Regions from separate parts of the Mus musculus genome. Here regions 1 and 2 are each linked to region 3. Evidence: chromatin contacts called from public Hi-C and HiChIP or PLAC-seq data. All regions are on one chromosome and are shown on one strand. Each heading gives the region's core, a stretch centred on a gene start, on an enhancer-like site or on the middle of the called end of the contact. The rest is flanking DNA. Distances are from core to core; before and after follow the strand shown. Region 1 has its middle 8.7 kb from the start of Gm41584. Region 2 has its middle 9.5 kb from the start of Gm36122. Region 3 overlaps F630040K05Rik (RIKEN cDNA F630040K05 gene).

What was found. A called contact is a pair of places that touch in the nucleus more often than the background predicts. HiChIP or PLAC-seq counts read pairs in DNA pulled down with a chosen protein or histone mark.
Region 1: a Hi-C map of the C2C12 cell line shows a contact between it and region 3, with 4 times the contacts expected there. The contact joins two enhancer-like sites. A contact is called at or near these places in 5 of 484 Hi-C or Micro-C datasets (the C2C12 cell line, the Patski cell line, cerebellar granule neurons and 2 more), 3 of 115 datasets of contacts at active chromatin or transcription factors (cardiomyocytes, embryonic stem cells and fibro-adipogenic progenitors) and 2 of 9 other capture datasets (embryonic tail and embryonic trunk).
Region 2: a FOXA1 HiChIP or PLAC-seq map of pancreatic cancer cells shows a contact between it and region 3. The contact joins two enhancer-like sites. A contact is called at or near these places in 1 of 15 datasets of contacts at CTCF or cohesin (the NIH/3T3 cell line), 8 of 484 Hi-C or Micro-C datasets (bone marrow-derived dendritic cells, bone marrow-derived macrophages, brown adipocytes and 5 more) and 4 of 115 datasets of contacts at active chromatin or transcription factors (bone marrow-derived macrophages, cardiomyocytes, pancreatic cancer cells and 1 more).

The regions. Positions count from the first base shown.
Region 1 is chr17:45,892,590-45,895,503 of GRCm38.p6, forward strand. No RefSeq gene overlaps it. Among named protein-coding and RNA genes, the nearest start is that of Gm41584, 8.7 kb to the left of the region's middle. Within about 2 kb of position 1,297, at least 38 of the 459 cell types and tissues checked have an H3K27ac peak or open chromatin away from gene starts, as enhancers often do. A contact at or near this core is called in the C2C12 cell line, where this site is marked.
Region 2 is chr17:45,956,948-45,959,787 of GRCm38.p6, forward strand. No RefSeq gene overlaps it. Among named protein-coding and RNA genes, the nearest start is that of Gm36122, 9.5 kb to the left of the region's middle. Within about 2 kb of position 1,309, at least 57 of the 459 cell types and tissues checked have an H3K27ac peak or open chromatin away from gene starts, as enhancers often do. A contact at or near this core is called in the NIH/3T3 cell line and pancreatic cancer cells, where this site is marked.
Region 3 is chr17:45,750,763-45,753,696 of GRCm38.p6, forward strand. The region is part of intron 2 of F630040K05Rik (RIKEN cDNA F630040K05 gene); the gene reads left to right. Among named protein-coding and RNA genes, the nearest start is that of F630040K05Rik, 18 kb to the left of the region's middle. Within about 2 kb of position 1,484, at least 134 of the 459 cell types and tissues checked have an H3K27ac peak or open chromatin away from gene starts, as enhancers often do. A contact at or near this core is called in the C2C12 cell line, the NIH/3T3 cell line and pancreatic cancer cells, where this site is marked.

The sequences.
Region 1 (2,914 bases), core at 47-2,546, 140 kb after region 3:
GGGACTGGAGCCGCAGATTGAAGCAAGAGCCTTGGAGAGAGGGGTGCAGCTCACTGGCTTGCTCCTCATGGTTTGCTGAGCCTGCTTTCGTACAGCACCAGAACCACTGGCCCAGGGGTGGTGCTGTCTGCAGTGAGCCGGGCCCCTCCCTATCAATCATCAATCAAGAAAAGGGTCCTATAAGCTTGCCCATTGGCCAACCTGGTGGGGGCATTTTCTCTATCGAGGGTCTCTTTTGCAAAATGACTCCAGCATGTGTTAAGTTGACACAAACCTAGTAGGTACAGCCTCCCATCATCAGCCTCTGGACTCCTCATACACTCATGTACAAATGCATATACCACACAGATACACAACACACACACATACACACACACACACACACACACACACACACACACACACACACACACACTAATAAGGACGGAAAGAAGGGAACAGGGTTTGAGAGGTTAATGAAAGACCTAAAAGCTAGAATTAGAAACTAGAAGCCAAATTGTACAACTCCAGAACCTAGGACATTGGCTAATTTCTCTTCCACTCTCCCTGCTGCGTTGCTAATGAGACTGACATTAGCCAGAACATTCACTGTGCACTCCCCAAGGGCCAGACATCACTTTCAGAGCTTCACGCATCCCAACTCCTTCCGTCCTCACGATGGAGCATACCAGCTTGCCCCAGGCCACACAGCTAAGTGTAATGGAGCCAGGCCCAGAACCCAGGCGGTGTGGCTATAGACAGATTTCCTCATGCTGGCCAGCTCCCAAAGAGCCAATGCTAAGGTTTCACACAGAGAAACCCTCTGCACTTCTGCAAAAGTAAAGCAGAGCCCGGAGCTACAGCCAAACTGAAAACAAGCTCGGAAAATGTTGGAGGCCACCCTGATGTCTAAGGAGCAATAGCAACGGAGACCTGGCTGACCTTAGAGGACACAGGTGCTGGGGCCTGAATGGAGGAAAGCAAGAAGCAGATCCTGGTGTCAGTGAAGAGAGCCTAGAGTGGGTGTGACCTGTAGCTGCCATGGGTCTCAGCACAGGCCTGAGCCCTCTTGTACTGCTAGCTAGCACCAGGGCTAGCACTCAAGACATTTAGATCCTTGGGGAGAATTAAAAAGGGGCATCCCACACTGATCCAGCCGCCAGAACTGAGACCTGTACTAGCTGCAGAATCAATCCAAACGAGACCAGAGTGGGTCCTGGTTCCAGGAAGCTACGAATCAGGGACTCTGGTCTCCTCCTGGGATCCCTGCTAACACAATCTCCCAGGCTTGATTGACTGTTGGATGCTGACTCATAGGAAGTTTGGCACGGGCTCCTGGAAACTATACTTCTGTTAATTTAAAATGTATTTTTAGGGCTGGAGAGATGGCTCAGCACTATTTTCACAGGCCTGAAAACCTGAGTTCAGTCCCCAGAAACCAAGCGAAAAGCCAAATGAATCAGCTCCCATCTATAATCCCAGCACTCAAGCCAAACCAGGTGTGTGTGTGTGTGTGTTGCGGGGGAGCTATGGTGAGAGACAGGAGAATTGCCTGATGTACACAGTACAGACAATAATTACAAGAGAACTCCTGACCCGATAAGGTGGAAGGAAGAACTGAGCCCCTAAGGTTGTGTGACCTCTACACGTCCATGCTGTGGCATCTGCCTGGAACACAATAAGCACCATCCAATACAGATTAGTTTTTATATGTTTTTTGTAAAAGAAGTAAAGTTTAAAAAGAAGGCCAGCTTGTGGTTGGAGACCACAGTGTACAACATGCCTCCCTCTTGGCCTGGATCCCTCCTGGAGTCCCTCCCAAGGGTAGAGCCTCTTGCCTTCCTCTTGGAGATGCTCTGGATAGAGCTCTAGCCTGACGGGCCGGCCTATGTTGTTTCCCCTGACTTTTTAGCCCAGCCAGCATTGTTTTTAAGCAACTCAGCATATCTGCACCTTCTTCCGAGATGGAAGCTCTAGATTCAGATCTTAGCTGACTTTGGAGGGTCTGAATGACCTTGGTCAAGATCCCATGACTTCCCCAGGCTCCAACCCTCAGCTTTCTTACACAGAGAGGCAGATATGAACGGCAAACACCAAAACCTGAGTCTGGACACCCACCCCTCCCCCGCCCACAGCACTCTAAATGAAAGGCCTAGCACAGTGACTGCTGGGCATCGTGAGACAGGAAGACCCCTAGAGCTTGCCTGCCAGTCAGCAACAAGGGAAGCCAAATCAGTGGGCTCCAGGGTCAGGGAAAGACTCTGTCTCAAGAAGTAGGTGGAGAGCAATAAAGTGTCCACATGCAAGCATGCATGCGCGTGCGCACACACAGGGACATGAACACATCCAAGAAGTGACTGCCGCTCTGTGCCTCCTCAGAGAGGATAATAACGAAGAGAGGGTAGGACACAACAGAGCGCTGGAACTCGGGAACTATGGGAAAGGCTGTTACAGCACCCACAGACAGCACTGCTGGAGGCTAACCTCTGCCAGCTCAGCACTGAGAAAAACCACTGGAGCTGCCCCCCCTCCCCCAACCCCACAGCAGGAGAGCTCCATAGCAGAAGTGACAGCCTGATGCAATGCCTTCTGGAACTTTCGAGCTCTGGGAAATTGTGCATGGCTATGTATACTGAATGCCGACAGGGGATAGTCCAGGGAGTTGGGCCAATATGGCAGACACTGGCTTTGCAGGGTAACTTACTGCTTGTCGGGAAGGCTGGGGTCATCAAGGCTGCTATCAGGTTTGATGTTTCCGCTTGATGGGAACTGGGGCTCCCTGGGGCACACACCCCCTAAACAGATTTGGGGGAATTACCTTTTTAGTACTAAAACTAGCTAGAGAAAAAAATTGAATGGAATACCACCACCCCACCCCCAAAAATAGTTGAGGGAGATTTGCATTGGACACGAGCTTATGTCCCATCTCAATGAC
Region 2 (2,840 bases), core at 59-2,558, 210 kb after region 3:
CTGGCAAAATAATCTCGGAGCAGTAACTCCGAGTTTATTGAGTGCCTGCTACTCATGCTGCTGCCTGGTGAGAGCATCCTTCAGGACCAGTTATCTAACGGGATCCTCACAAAACACTTTGGGGTCAATGTTTGCTTTCCCGTCAGGCCCATAAAGGAGGAAACTGAGTCACCGAGACATTAAGCAACAGGTTGAATGTCAACCAGCTGGCTCATACCAGAGTGGGGATCTAAACTATAGAAGCCCCCCTCCTCCAAAGTCTGTGCTCTGCCCGAGACATCCCCTCCAAGAGTGAATGCTCAGCTCTCTGTTAGAGGGAATGCACCGGAGTGGAGAAACAGAACGAGGCGATTCTGAGCCTCTGGGTTAAGCAGGAGAAAAATGACACAGAGCCTCGTGGAGACTCGGCTGTCTGTGTGGGAGAAAAGTTTGTAAATATATATATATTAGGCTATCTTTGGAAGAATATACAGGAAATCAGTAACTGGGACCTCCAAAGGGAACCTGAGTTATGGATGGATGAGAGGGTAGAGAGACTAACATTTCTGTTCAGATTTATTTCCAGCTTTTGGCTGTGCCTTGAGGTCATTTCACACTTACAGAAAGGCTATAAAAATAAGACCTGGGGAGTGGGATGGGAAAGGGAGGGTTAGGGCTCTTGCTACCCAGAAGATGGGAAGGAGTGGAGGATGCTGGTAGTCAGGAGACTACCCTGTCCTCTCCTCTTCCCCATGTGTTGGACTTGGGACCCCAGGTGGGCACAGAGCCTTTGTCCTGGGAACAATCCAGACACAGGGCGGGAAGACCAGTTCCCTGCCATCCCTTGGATGTCATCCTATGGCACTTTCCCCTACAGACCTCAGTTATTGTGACTCTGTCATCCTGCCATCTGCCCTGGGTTTTCATGGCAAGAGCCCTTAGGTCTAGGTGAGCCTCATTCCTTCTTGTCCGCACCCTCAACTGCAATCTTTCTGATTGGGGCTCCCTGAAGATGGGTCACATCGTCTTCATATTGGAGGCTTCTGGAGGTCAGGTTACACCCCCCATCAGACTGGGGTTCCTTAAGGATGGGACAATGTCTCCCTCAGACAAGCTCCCTGAGTGCAGGCTGTGTTCTCCTCATCCAGGCCTCCTCATACCAGGCTTGTATAGAGCAGTGGTTCGTGCCCCCTTAGCCTCCCCCTGACTCCTTTCCAACACCCCAACCTGGTACTTGTGTTCCCTCAAGCCTTTTGCCTATTGAAGCAGTGGCTGAAAGCCTGTATTGACACCAACGACCCATGGCCAGGCCATTGCATAACCACAGCACAGCCACGAGTTCCCGATGATTCAGCACTGAGGCCTACACAGCATTTATACCTCTGTGCTCCTGGACTCAGCCAGGTACCTCAGAAGCAAAGGGCATGAGCAGCAGGATTCTACTTCACCCAGGAACCTTAACCCCAGCACTGTACTCCAAGAGAAAGACGTATGCATTTGTTTTTTCTTAGCTGCCCAGACCTGGTCTTTCTGGGTGTCTGAGCTAGGCTAAGTGCCCTGCCTGAGTTCCAGGCTGGGGCTGGGCCAAGGCACCCACCTACTATCAAGATCCTGTAGTTGGAGCTTAGATCCCTCAAGTAGGGTTGTGGCCCAGGAGGAGAGGGACCAAGAAGGGGACCTCAGGGGCCAGCTTGAGGCTGGGGGTCAGCTGAGTAGTTCTTTTATAGACCACTAGATGTCACTTCCATTTCAAAGGAACCCACTGGCTTTCTTCAGTCAGGTCCCCCAGCCTCCAAGTCTTAAAGGCATACAAGCAAACTTCACCATCCCCAGAGCACCAGGACACTGGACAGCTGGCAAGGAAAGACCTCTAGGCTTGAGCTGAAGGCTCTGGGAGTTCCTTAGTAGCCCACCCAGCCCCACCGAGAACAGGAAGGGTGGAGCCCCAGTTCTCGTTCCCCAGTACCTTCATGGATAGTCTGAGGCTGGCATCTTCTCAAACAGAAGGTCAAACATGTGATTAAAGAAAAGGGGGTAACCATATGACAAGAAACAGATGCCATGCCTCAAGCCTCCTCCTCGGGCTGAGAGATTCCAGTCAGATTCCAGTTCACTGGGGGCCACGGTATCGATCCTCCTAGGTGGCTCAGTGGTCAAGAACATTTGATGCTCTTCCAAAGGACCCAGGTTCGACTCCCAACACCCCCATGGTAGCTTACACCTGTCTCTGACTCCAGCTCTTGGGGATCTGATTCTCCCTCCAGGCATGCATATGATACACCCACACACATGCAGACCAAACATGAATACACATATAATAAATTTAATTTAATTTAAAAGATTTTCAATAATTTCATATAAGAAGCTTTTCTCTACCCGTGCCCCCCAACACTCAGCCAACATCTCTTAGCTGCCTGACACCTGTTACGATAATTGATATGCAAGTATTTATTCCTTTGGAGTCCATAGTCGCCTTCCTGAGCTAAGTATCATTGACTCTCGTATTGTTGGTGAGGAACCCAGGGTTGCGGAGAGGCAGCCAAGACAGTTGTCCTTAGCTCTCTTGCTGGCCCACCTCTGCTCCAGCTCCCACTGAGCGGGAGCCTAGCTGTCTACAGCTCACATGACTGTTAACAATCATCACTTTTAGCGCTCATTCAGGGGCTTCCAAGTTGGTTCGCCTGTCAGCCTCACCAGAGGAGTTTTGAAATGGTCAATTTCCCTAATTGGGCACCTGTCGCTCTCCTGTGAGGGCTGGGATGAGCAGGTGGGGTTGGTAGAGAGAGAGGGCTCATCGATAAAAAAAAAAACCACTGAATCACCACAAAGCCCTGAGTTCGGGTGTCAGAAACCTGCAAAAA
Region 3 (2,934 bases), core at 234-2,733:
GGAAGGGTCTGCTCTTTCCAGGTAAGGGTCCCAGACCTAGAGGGGAGCTCTACCTGGGGGTCCACCGGAGGAAAGGCTGTATCATTTAATGTTTGGTTTACATAAGATGCATGTTCTCACTCATGTGCTTGAACCCTGGAGGTAAGCACTCCTGGGGTAATGCAATGGTTAAGCGCTGGGAGGATCCCAGTCTTGTCTCTTATTGATCTACTAGCTTTCCACTTCCAAGGTCATCACAGTTCCCAGATGGCTTCTGGCACTCTAGCCAGCATGAAGGACAAAGACATCCTGAAATAGGAGCTCTCCCTTCTCTTTATAGGAACTTCCTGGAAGTTGTATTTACTTCTTTGTAGGAGAAACAGCAGGCCTCACTGACAAGGTGGTGGCTGCTTCTGCATAAAGTCAGGTGCTGCGCAGCCTCCCAGGTAACTTCAGCATGAGGGCCAAACTGAAGTCTGCCTGAGAGCCTAGAGAGTGGTGACACAGACAATGACAGCCAATGGGGAACTGCCACTTGGAGGACTCACTTGCTTGGTACCAATGGGATGATGGTGGAGGGTCTAAAGGGCGCTCCCTGGGAATTAATAAAGGTGCTTGATACTGCGATCTCACCTGCTCCCCACTCCCAGAGTCTGATCCAAGCTGCCTCATCCCCAACCCCCAAGGGCAAGTATGGTTGGGCAGTCCAGGGTGCAAAGCAACATTTCTTATATCCCATTGATTAGAATTCAGTCATCCAGCCAAACCTAGCTGCAAGGGAAGCTGGGAGGATGTAGTTTTGATCTTATGTGCATCTGGCTAAAAAAAAAAAAAAAAAAAAAAAAGATGAGGTTCCTCATCTTTCTTCTTCCTCTTCCTCTTCTTTCTTCTTCTCTTTATGTATATAAGTACATTGTACCTGTTTTTGGATACACCAGAAGAGGACATCCTATCCCACTACAGATAGTTTAGAGTCACCATGGTTGCTGGGAATTGAACTCAGGACCTCTGGAAGAACAGACAGTGCTCTTAATCACTGAACCATCTTTCCAGCCCATCCATCTTCCTGTTTTTAACAACATTGATTTTTCTCCCTTCTCCAAGGTCTTGGTTTTCCTGATACTTAGTGTTTACTGCCAGAATTGTGAATGGCAGCCATGTAAAGATAGGTACGTCTACCCTTATCTCATGGTAGACTGATAAATAATAAATAATTATTAATTAACTGACCTTTTTACAGTTGGGCCAGTTGAACTCCAGAGAGGTTGGGTAATTTTCCTTAGAGCACACAGCTGGGCTGGGAGCCCAGTACCTGTCCTCCCCTTTTACTGGTGCCCACTGTAGGGGTGGATGTGCTGGACCCTCATTGGGTTGGACAGGAAGAACTGGAATGGCCTGAGCCCTAGGAGGGGGTGTGTCTGGAAGCCGAGGGCAGGCAGGGGTGTGGCCTTAGGCACAGGTGTCTTCTCAGCACTTACTCAGTGCATGGTCAGCGACACGTCTGAACAGGGCACTGACGGGTTTGGGGATTTCTGCTGGCGCCAGATGCTGGCCACTGTAGCCACATCCTCAGACGCCACATTTCCCCAGATGAATGTCCGAGACCTAGTGGTGAGGGAAGGCAGATATACGGGACAGCTTGGCTCACTTTCCCTGTCTCCCTCCAAGCCACCCTGGTGATACTCACTGCCCCCTCTGAGTGTGTGTGTCCATGTGTATGTGTCCATGTGTGTGTCTGTGTGTCCATGTATGTGTCTGTGTCCGTGTCCGTGTCCGTGTGTGTGTGTGTGTGTGTGTGTGTGAGAGAGAGAGAGAGAGAGAGAGAGAGAGAGAGAGAGAGAGAGAGAGAGAGAACGCTCTTTGTCTTCGCTTCATGAATGTGCAAGCAGGGCATCAAGTCCCTGCTAGGCTGCTTGGTGGGGAAGTGGAGAGACTGCAAACGGTTGAGAGAAAAAGTCTAGACGCTAGGCCTGAGGAAGCCCATCTGGGCTATGCCTCTACCTCCGGGTAGGACTGTCCTTGCTGACCCCCGATATAAGGTCATTGCCCTGGCCTGGTGTGGAGAAACTCTGCGCGTAAGTGTGGTTACTGCAGCTTACATTACTGTGGTTAGTGATGTGGGTCTCTGGCCAAAGAGGAAGAGCTCAGGAGCTGTGTGAGTCACAGCTGGCGGACTACAGCGGGGTGTGTTGGGGACAGTCCTGAGACGCAGATGTGACCTCTGCCCTCGGGAGGTCTGGCCAGATGTAGACAATGAACAGAAAGCACTGTTTGAGGCTGGAGGCCCTCCCCTCCTCGAGAAAAGACCTTCCTGGTTAACTGTGATGAAATTTCTCTGGGATTGATCTGCAGTTCTGGCAAGATGGGCAGATCCGGCCAGGTCTGGGCAAGGAGCACCTGCGAATGCTGTACCAGGGACGGGACATGGCAGAACGCTACGCTGCTGTTAGAGTCTTTACCCACTCAGCAAGTGTGCCAGGTGCTCAGGGAAGACTGGCATCAAGCAATTTGCACAAATAAAAACCATTACAAACTGTAATGTGCTGGGAAGGAGAACCCCAAGTGGGTTCTGGGAAACTCACCAGGAACTTGGATTACCTGAGGTTGGACCTTATATTGAAGCTGACCTCCTGCCTAGCTGGGCTCTCTCTCTTTCTCTCTCTCTCTCTCTCTCTCTCTCTCTCTCTCTCTCTCTCTCACACACACACACAAACACACATGAACACACACATACACACAAATACTCACACACTCACCCTCACAGATACACACACCCACACACACTTACTCATACATGTACACACACACATTCGCACACTCACTCACTCACACATGTACACACTCACACACACATACTCACTCACTCTCACACATACTTAAATACACTCACACCCACTTACTCATACATGTACACACACTCACACCCACTCACATACTCATACACACATACACTCA